Regions from separate parts of the Mus musculus genome. Here region 2 is linked to region 1. Evidence: chromatin contacts called from public Hi-C data. All regions are on one chromosome and are shown on one strand. The core of a region is the stretch at or near the end of the contact, and the rest is flanking DNA. Distances in the headings are between cores, read along the strand shown.

Region 1 (4,323 bases), core at 1,545-4,044:
TTATAATGTTTATTTATTTATTGTATATGTTTATTTGTCTGTATGTGCACCACATACATGCAGGAGCACTCAGAGGCCAGGAAAGGAATTCAGACTCCTGGAACAGAACTGCCATGTGGGTGCTGGGAACCGAACCTGGGTCCTCTGCTAGAGCAATAAGTGCTCTTAACCACTGAGCCGTCTTTTTAGCCCCCTTGCGTGACTCTTAAAGATAACAATATGGTTCATGGTTTATCAAGTTGGTGAACTCTAAAGAAAATGAAAGGAGACGCAAACAGAACAGATCCCCGGTGAAGGATCCATCTTCCTAGGTGAGGTCAGATCAGAATGGGGCTCGCCACCTGTCATTCACCATCGTGCTTGTGTGGCACCAAGTGACTATTCACACAGTGTAGATGGTGGACCGGAAGAAGAGGATGGGAGTGAGAGGAAGCAGGAAGAGGAGGAGTTAGGAGCAGGGAGGGAGGCTACAAGAACGATGGCTCTTTCTAGATCTATGAGCAACGCTGCTTCACCCTCCCACGCCCTCATTTGGGAACCAGTCATTCTCCTGTAATCATGATTACATTCCCATTACGTCCTGAGATTCTGGGACGTGCTCACAATGCAGAGCTGTAGAACTAGATAGTGTGTGTGGATTAAAACAATACATATACTTTAGGTGTCTTTCTCCCCGCCCCCTCATAAACTAAGGGGTTCCGATAGATAGCCAACAAAAGCTGAGACACTGGAGAGCTGAGTCAGCGACCAAAGTGACTGAAAGGAGCCTGTACTGAAAGGAAGAAGATTTAAAATCGCTTTGCTTTTCAGGTTTTAAATGGGGTGAAAATAGCCACTGGTTCAGGTGACCAACATATGTAAGGATGCCCCCTTTGACACTGTGAAATGAAAGCAGTTTATAGGGTTCAGATTTGGCTCAACAGTAGAGAGCCTACTTAGCAACACTAAGGCCAGCGTTCAACACCAACACCAGGAAATCAAAACCCCAAACCCCAAACTCCAAAACCCAAAACACACCAGCAAGTAAACACACCAAGTGAATTAAAGGTTTATTCCTTCCACATTGAAAGCACGTTAAATGAAATAAGCCCACCATCCAGGGTAAATCTAATTCTGCCTATAAGAGAGACCTAAAGGCCTGGAGAGATAGGTTAGTCAATCGCCTCAAAACCATGAGGACCTGAGTTCAATCCCCAGGATCCACATGAAGATGCAGAGTGTGGTGGTATATGCTTGTAATCCTAACACTGGAGAGGTAGAGACAGCTGGATCTCTGGGGCTCGCAGGCTTGCCAGTCTAGTCTAGCTGGTGACTTCTAGGCCAATGACAGACCATGTCTCAAGGGAGGTGAGCAGTGTCCCTACAGATGACTCAGTTGTTTTGCGGTCTACACACATGCATACCGGTGCACATAAAAACACACACACACACACACACAACTTGAAAGTAGAAAAAGAGGATGGAGGTCTCATGGAGATGGGAAGTACCAGCCAGGGCCATTGGCTAGGGTAGGGCATGGTAACTGCAGTTTGATGGATCCAGGGCTTTGGTCTTGCAAGGTGTGAACATTTTGGAGCTGGATGGCATCATGGCACCTAGTGGATGCACATAATGCCACCAAATAGTGCCCCCAGAGATGCTCCCAAATCCTAAGTATGTATAGCTTCCCACAACTGAAACAAATGCCTCCTTCTTGTGAAGGAGACAGGCTTTGTATCCGATTGATGCTAAGGAAGGGTGTAAGAACCGCGAGGCTGCTGGGTTAGCACAGCAGTAGGGCTCTTGTCTTGAAAGGCACGCCGGGCTTTAGGTTCATCCCCTATAGAGAGAATGGGGATGAGGAGAGACCTGGTACAGGTGGCACAGAGCTGGTGAGCAAGGTGACCGTGGTCATGGCTGGGTTGGCACATCCTGGATTTGGCACTTTGTCTTCTCTAACTTAGCTTTTACAGCCTACTGGGACTTTTGTCAAATGCCACTCTGTGTGCATGGTTTCAGCTCACCACAGCCAGTCCTAAAGGGCTTTGCAGCCGAAACCCTAGCTCTGTGGCAGCCAGAGTTTGGGAAGTGAGATAAGCTCCTTACATGAGCAGTGATAACCCTCTTTTGAAGGGCTTTAAACAAATACCTTTATAGCCGTTATAAGGATCCCGTTTGATAAGACAGCAGACTCAGTCACTAGGTAAATCTGAGGGTGCCAGAGAGCAGGCGCTGTCCTGAAGTGCTGTTGTTGTCTCTTGTTCCTTGTTTGGGTGAAGCGCTGGCCTTTTGTTTTCTTCCGTAAGCTGATCAGTCATGGCCAGCCCAGGCCTTTCCTTAGGGACTGGCTGACTGTGACCAATTTCAGAAACTGCTTGGGCTGTGGGGACATCTCCTGTAAGCTAGAGCTGCCCTTGACTTTGAGCGCATTGGCTACCCCATTGGGGGGCTTGGGCTCTTGGAGGCTGGTCTATCTGGTGAGAACATGATGCCACATGGCATCCACACTAACAACTCTGGGGATGCCCCTCGACTTGGCCAGACTGTGGATGCTTTTCACAGACCTGCCCCTGTTTCTGGAGAGACCTCCCCGGACCTTGGTGTGGGAGGAGACTACATTTAACTGATTCCATGGGAGACCCACCAGTACTGAACTCACAGGAACCAGGGGAGAAGAACCCGAGAGAACCAGGCTACCACTCTGTGCCAACACTGCTCTGGGGGAAGCCACAAGATGACACGTCTGAGGCGCAGTTTCCTTATCTGTCAAATAGGGATAATAAGAGTAATTTCTCCCTTGCTTTCCAGCAGTGGTGGCTATGGACCTACGCCAAGTATTCAGAGCCCCAGAGGGTGGAAGGGTGAACAGGATGAGGGTGGAGTTGGAAGTGGGGAGGGGGGGTGAGGGGAAGGATGCTGCAGCCGGAGGTTAAACACAACAAGAGGTGGCAATCTAGTGAGAGAATTATACAACAGGCTTGTTTCCATTCTAGATAGACACGGATACAACTGTATCGGTGTACGTGTTAGTACTCTCGGCCTTATAATTTACAAGTTTTAATGAGCAGTTTTCTGTCTTAATAAATTGAGATTTCCCATTCCAGCGGAAGTGTTTCTCTTTAGAGTGTAAAGTTTCACGGGTTTTATTTATTCCCCCTCTCTTTCTCTTCCTTCATACTGAACTTGAACTGAAGTCCCTGGGTAGGATTTCTGTACGGAGGGTGCCCTCTCAGCCTGGAAGCTCATTTTATGGCTGGCAGGTGATTGTGTTAACATCAAATAAACCCATAGGTTAGTAAATAATGAGATTGTTTAAGATTAGTCTTCAAAAGAAGACAACTATACCTTGTAAAAATTTAACCTTATAGCCAGGAAGTGACATTAACGGTCTGGACTTGCTGTTGCTTACAAACTTGAATCGAACCAGAGATGGAGAATTTGGTCTGAAACCTGATGCCCTTTGGTTCCCTGTTGGTCTCTATTTCACCTAGCCTCTCTTTACCAAAAGACGAATGGAAAAGAAGGGAATAGTTTTCTGTCATCTTCTATCCCCTCTCCTGAATGTTCATTTCCAGAGGCAAAGATAACTTCTCAGCAAACCTCTAGAGATTCTAATCTATATTTTAATAAAGTCTTCTTAAATTATTGTTTCTGAATATTTAAAACTTGCTACAGCCCAATCTGGGGTTTGATGGTACAATAGGATAGTTATATTAGCATCTGATAAATCAAAAGATGCCACAAATTGCCCAGCTCGGTGGTGCACACCTTAAATCCGAGCAGGTGGATCGCTGGGATTTTGTGAGTAGCCTGGTCTATGCAGTAAAACCATAGATTATAAAGAACCTTCTAACTCAGAGACAGAAAAAAAAAGTAAGGAAAAATGTAAGGATCTGAGACTTCTTGGCAAAGGAAAGGTTTTTTAAAAACTTCTGAGCAAACAAAATGTAGAATACTTTTGTTTGTTTGTTTGTTTGTTTGTTTGTTTATTTATTTTTGAGACAGTCTCTGTCTGGCCTTGTACTTCTGATAACCCTCCTGCCCCAACCTCATGAGTGGTAAGATAATAGGCACGGACCACGGGTGGCTACGATACTTCCTTATTTTCTCCTTAATGGGTGATTTGTGTCTGTCGATCAGACCTGGGCCCACCCTCAGCAGAATCCTTGCTTTATTCTGCCATTTCAATTCTCATTTGATAAGTATGGGCTGTATGTAAAAGAAAATTTTAAATCAAAATAAAACATTACCTGTTTGAATGTATATACTAGTATAGTAAACATATATCTTGTGTATTATTTTGGGACTAGAGCACAGGGCCTTGCCCGTGCTAGATAAGGGCTC
Region 2 (4,526 bases), core at 1,645-4,144, 73 kb before region 1:
ATGGTTGTCTCGGAGCCCTCTCCACATTGAGCATGTAGTTTTAAAATCAGTGGCACTATTCCTGAAGATGCAGTACTATCCTCCTGAATATTCCTCCTGAATATTCCTGAAGATGCAGTACTATCCTCCGCCAGAGCGTCCGCCCTCCTCCCATGCAGAAGCCCAGCACCGTGATGCTCGCTGGAGCTCCTACCCAGTCAGGGTAGTCAGCGCGTCGGGGTCTCTTAGACATTTGATACCTTTTAGTGAAAATTAACTTTAGTTGGGTGCCTTTCTCAAGAGTGGACACAATATTTCAAACCATCTTTTGACGGTTTACAGTGTATTTATACTTAAGATCTATCAGGCCTATGCTAACCTAAATGTTAGTTGCCTTCTCATTTCGTTTTCCTAGTTAATGACGGGAAATTGTGTTTAACCCCAAATATTTTAATAAAAGTGAAATTTTAGAAAGAAAGAGTCAAATGCATTGCCTGGTGTTAGACTATAGATGTTTATAGAACAGCAAAGCAGTCTCATGGGGGCAGGATTCCTGAACAGATTTCATAGATACATGCATACTTCTTCCTTCATGGCTGTTCATTTAGAATCTTGTACTTTTTTCTTGCCTTTGCATAACAGTCACTGTCTTTGTCAGGGTTTCTATTGCTGCGAGCAAGTTGGGGAGGAAAGGCTTTATTCAGCTTACACTTCCACATTGCTGTTCATCACCAAAGGAGGTCAGGACAGGAACTCACACAGGGCAGGAACTTGGAGGCAGGAGCTGATGCAGAGGCCATGGAGGGGTGCTGCTTACTGGCTTGCTTCCCCTGGCTTGCTCATCCTGCCTTCTTGTAGAACCCAGGACCCAGGGATAGATAACACCACTCACAGTGGACTGGACCCTCTCCCCAATCCCCAATCACTAAGGGAAAATGCCTTACAGCTGGATCTCATACAGACTTTTTCTCAACTGAGGCTCCTTTCTCTATGATAACTCTAGCTTGTGTCAAGTTGACACATAAAACCAGCCAGTACAGTCACTATAAAATTATAAAGTCTCACGTGAACATGATATATTACTGGGTTGCAATGATTTGGTTGGCCAGCTGGTGTCACTGTGGCACAAGCAATGAAACTGTAACACCTGTTGAAGTTGGTATTTTGGTTTCTCAGTTTTATGAGGTCCCATTTATCAATTCTCGATCTTACAGCACAAGCCATTGCTGTTCTATTCAGGAATTTTTCCCCTGTACCCATATCTTCGAGGCTTTTCCCTACTTTCTCCTCTATAAGTTTCAGTGTCTCTGGTTTTATGTACAGATTGTGTTTTGTTCTGAGAGGCCATCCTCTGCATTCACATCTCTGTAGAGATTATAATGAACATGCTTAGACTAGAACTGCACCAGCACTGCAGTCCTTGCTCCTATATGCAACTCTAGAGATGAGCAAGGCAGGGAGCTTGCTATCACGGGCCTCCACCATCCTCAGCAAAGATGCTGTTATTTTCTAAGTAAAACAATTTTTGTTCTTTAAAGTTTAATCTTCACAGATATAAAGTTACTCTCTAGTTTTGAGCTGTATGTGATTTACAATGGATGCTATTAACAATTACTAAAGAGCAATTGGGTAAAGTGGTATAAATCTGCCAGTCCTTTGCTTATGGGCCAGAGGCCAGAGGCTCAGGGTCATTCTCAGCTACACAGTAAGTTCAAGGCTGACTGGACAACATGAGACTGTCCCCAAAACAACAGAAATAGAAAGCAAAATGAAATGTGATGGATGTTGTTGTCTCGTTTCTTAAATAGTAACTAGATGTTGGCAAGTTGTAGCTTGAGTTAAAGAGAAGCAAGCACAAGTTACACATGGTTGTGTCTTCTTGTTAGTTTAGCTGTGATTGTCAGGTTAGGGAAATTACTTCATTAGATATTGTGGAAATGGAACTTTTCCTGTGGAATGTCCAGAACAAAAGTACATAGATTAGGTGTTTCCCAGCTCTGAACTCCTTAGAAATTGCATACATATAGCAAACTATCAAAACTTCCTATTAACTTTAGGGAGTTATAATCCAGGATCATTAGGACTTAATTACAAAGCACTGTTTGAGTAGGAACATGTTAGAGACCTTTGTCTCTCACTACTTTATTTTACGACAGGCAGAGGAGCCTGGAAGCTCAGACATAGCTCCTAGGATTGTGTAAGCTATTCCTGAAGCCTGTGTGACATGGCTGTAATTTCAGTGAGGGGCAGGAATTTTCATTCATTTCCTTATTTTCATGCCTGGCAAAACTGTTTGGTGTGTAATAGAGGCTTTCATTTCATAAATGTTTTGTGAATGAGCACATTGTTTTGTGAGAGCTGGCCTAGAACCTGGAGGTAGGGGAGAGGTACTCCACGTTTAGATTGACTACATTTTTATCCTTACTTGTGCTGCTTGGGCTGTTGTTTGCTTTTGTGTATAAGCAGTCTTTGTTGTTTTTAAATGACATGTGGAAAATGATAGACTTGGTCAAATAAAGCATGCTGGTATGTGGAGGACATAATTGCCTGAGGAATTACTGATCAAACTAAGAGCTAGACAGATGAAGAAGGATGAAGACTGTCCCCCTCAAAGAGTACCAGTAAAGAATCTAAAGGAGGTATAAAGACCATATTATTTACAGTTCACCTGCCAAAGTGTGTGTGTGTGTGTGTGCACTCGCGCGAGCGCACGTGAGTGAGAGACAGAGAGAGAGAAAGAGAGAGAGAATGTGAATGAATGAATGAATGAATATGAGTGTTGGAGGTGTGGGCCTAAAGTGTATGATGAGAAATGACACTAGAAAGATAAGTAGACCCTGTAAAAAAAAGTCATGTTAAAGTACTAGCTTATTTTACAGGCAGTGCAGCCACAAAATGGTATAAAAATGGTTATCTGTCTCAACCACATTCCCATTTTAGAAGGTTGTATCTGAGCTGAACATGGTGGCACACACATTAAGTCCTCACACTGTGGAGGCAGAAGGATTGTGAGTTAGAAGGGAGCCTGGCCTTCTTAGCAACTTCTGTAGCCAGACCCTGTGGGAAAAAGGGGGGGGGGTGGAGGGAAGGAGGGCAAAGAAAGTTGTTTCTCACTACAGTGTAAAGATTCCATTGCAGGGCTGGCAGGACAAGAGACAAAGAAAACAAGGATAGTCACCAAGAGAAGAGAGGTAAGACCTAGACTCTGGTAGAGAAAATAGAACCATTGATGACACCAGATTATCTAAGATAGACAGGTGGAAAACAACGTGGTGTATGCAGATGAGAGTAGGAGCTGCTGTAGATTGTAAAATCTTGAAGGATTCTTGAATGAGATTTCTTTCTTTACTAATACTCTTCCTTATAGCCCAGAGTAAGAAGGGACAGTTAGTTCTTCTGCAATTCTTCTCATGTGTTTCAGTGTCCTGCACGTCACTAAGTCTTAAAACATTATTGACTACTTTGTAGAACAACACATTCTTATTCAGAAGTAGATTGTTATGCCAAGTTTTAAATTGTGAGTTTTAAATTTTCATTTTGGGATCGAAATGGCTCAGCAGTTAAGAGCTCTTGCTGCTCTGTAGTTAGAACTTGAGTTCACAGCACCCATGTCAGTAGCTCACAGCTGTATCTCTAGCTCCAAGGGATCCCAGGGGTCTCCTGGCCTCCAGAGGTATCCTGACACACACTCAGACACTCACACAAACTCTGAAACTTTTGCATTCTTTGTTTTGTTTTGTTTTGTTTTGTTTTTCAAGACAGGGTTTCTCTGTATAGTCCTGGCTGTCCTGGAACTCACTTTGTAGACCAGGCTGGCCTCGAACTCAGAAATCCACCTGCCTCTGCCTCCCGAGTGCTCAAAATGTGCAAAGCAAAGAGAAATTCCCAAGGTTTGAATGAGTACTCTTTCATAACTTTATAAAATCTACGAGTCTAATTTTGTATCATTTAAAATACTAAAAATGCATATGACACTTACTTGAAGTTTTTAAGGCATCATATTTTCTTATAGGCTAACTGAAAATGACTTTTAAATGTATTAAATACTTCAGTAGAGTTGAGACTTAAGCCATTTTAAGTTTGAATTGAATATCAGTAACATCAAAAAAATGAAGTGGGGATTTGGTTTTCATTATGAACAAACTAATTATTTCTAAAGTATACCTTGTAAAATGTAGGACTAAATACAGTAGCATATATTCAATGAGTTATTAAGCTATGTAGTACCTTATAACTGCACACACAAAAACTGAAAACTAACATTATACAAGGAAGGCACATTTGAAAATTTTATACACTGTGAGTATATATTGTATTACATAGGGAATATAACAGCCTCCAAAATAGACAAGTGGACACACCCAGACTCCTGAATATTATCTCATAAATTACCATCTCATACATTGAATTACTTTGTACCATCAAACTGCTAATCTCTAGTTAGAAATTTGCACCACTTCATTCAGATGTTGCACCTTTTTTTTTTTTTTTTCCATAATGGCAAGAGCTCTGCTTCTTGAAGGATTGCTGCTTTCTGAGTCAAGGAA

The links. Hi-C and Micro-C count contacts between places; a contact is called where the count stands out from the background.
Region 2: a contact with region 1 is called in a Hi-C map of the G1E-ER4 cell line, with 1.7 times the contacts expected there. The contact joins two enhancer-like sites. A contact is called at or near these places in 6 of 484 Hi-C or Micro-C datasets (the Ba/F3 cell line, the G1E-ER4 cell line, the HL-1 cell line and 2 more), 4 of 115 datasets of contacts at active chromatin or transcription factors (embryonic stem cells and neural tube) and 3 of 9 other capture datasets (adipose tissue, embryonic stem cells and pancreatic islet).

What each region holds. Positions count from the first base shown.
Region 1 is chr3:84,466,037-84,470,359 of GRCm38.p6, reverse strand. All of the region lies in intron 2 of Fhdc1 (FH2 domain containing 1), which reads left to right. Among named protein-coding and RNA genes, the nearest start is that of Fhdc1, 11 kb to the left of the region's middle. Within about 2 kb of position 2,794, at least 23 of the 459 cell types and tissues checked have an H3K27ac peak or open chromatin away from gene starts, as enhancers often do. A contact at or near this core is called in the G1E-ER4 cell line, where this site is marked.
Region 2 is chr3:84,539,214-84,543,739 of GRCm38.p6, reverse strand. The region is part of intron 2 of Arfip1 (ADP-ribosylation factor interacting protein 1); the gene reads left to right. Among named protein-coding and RNA genes, the nearest start is that of Gm35410, 41 kb to the left of the region's middle. Within about 2 kb of position 2,894, at least 2 of the 459 cell types and tissues checked have an H3K27ac peak or open chromatin away from gene starts, as enhancers often do. A contact at or near this core is called in the G1E-ER4 cell line, where this site is marked.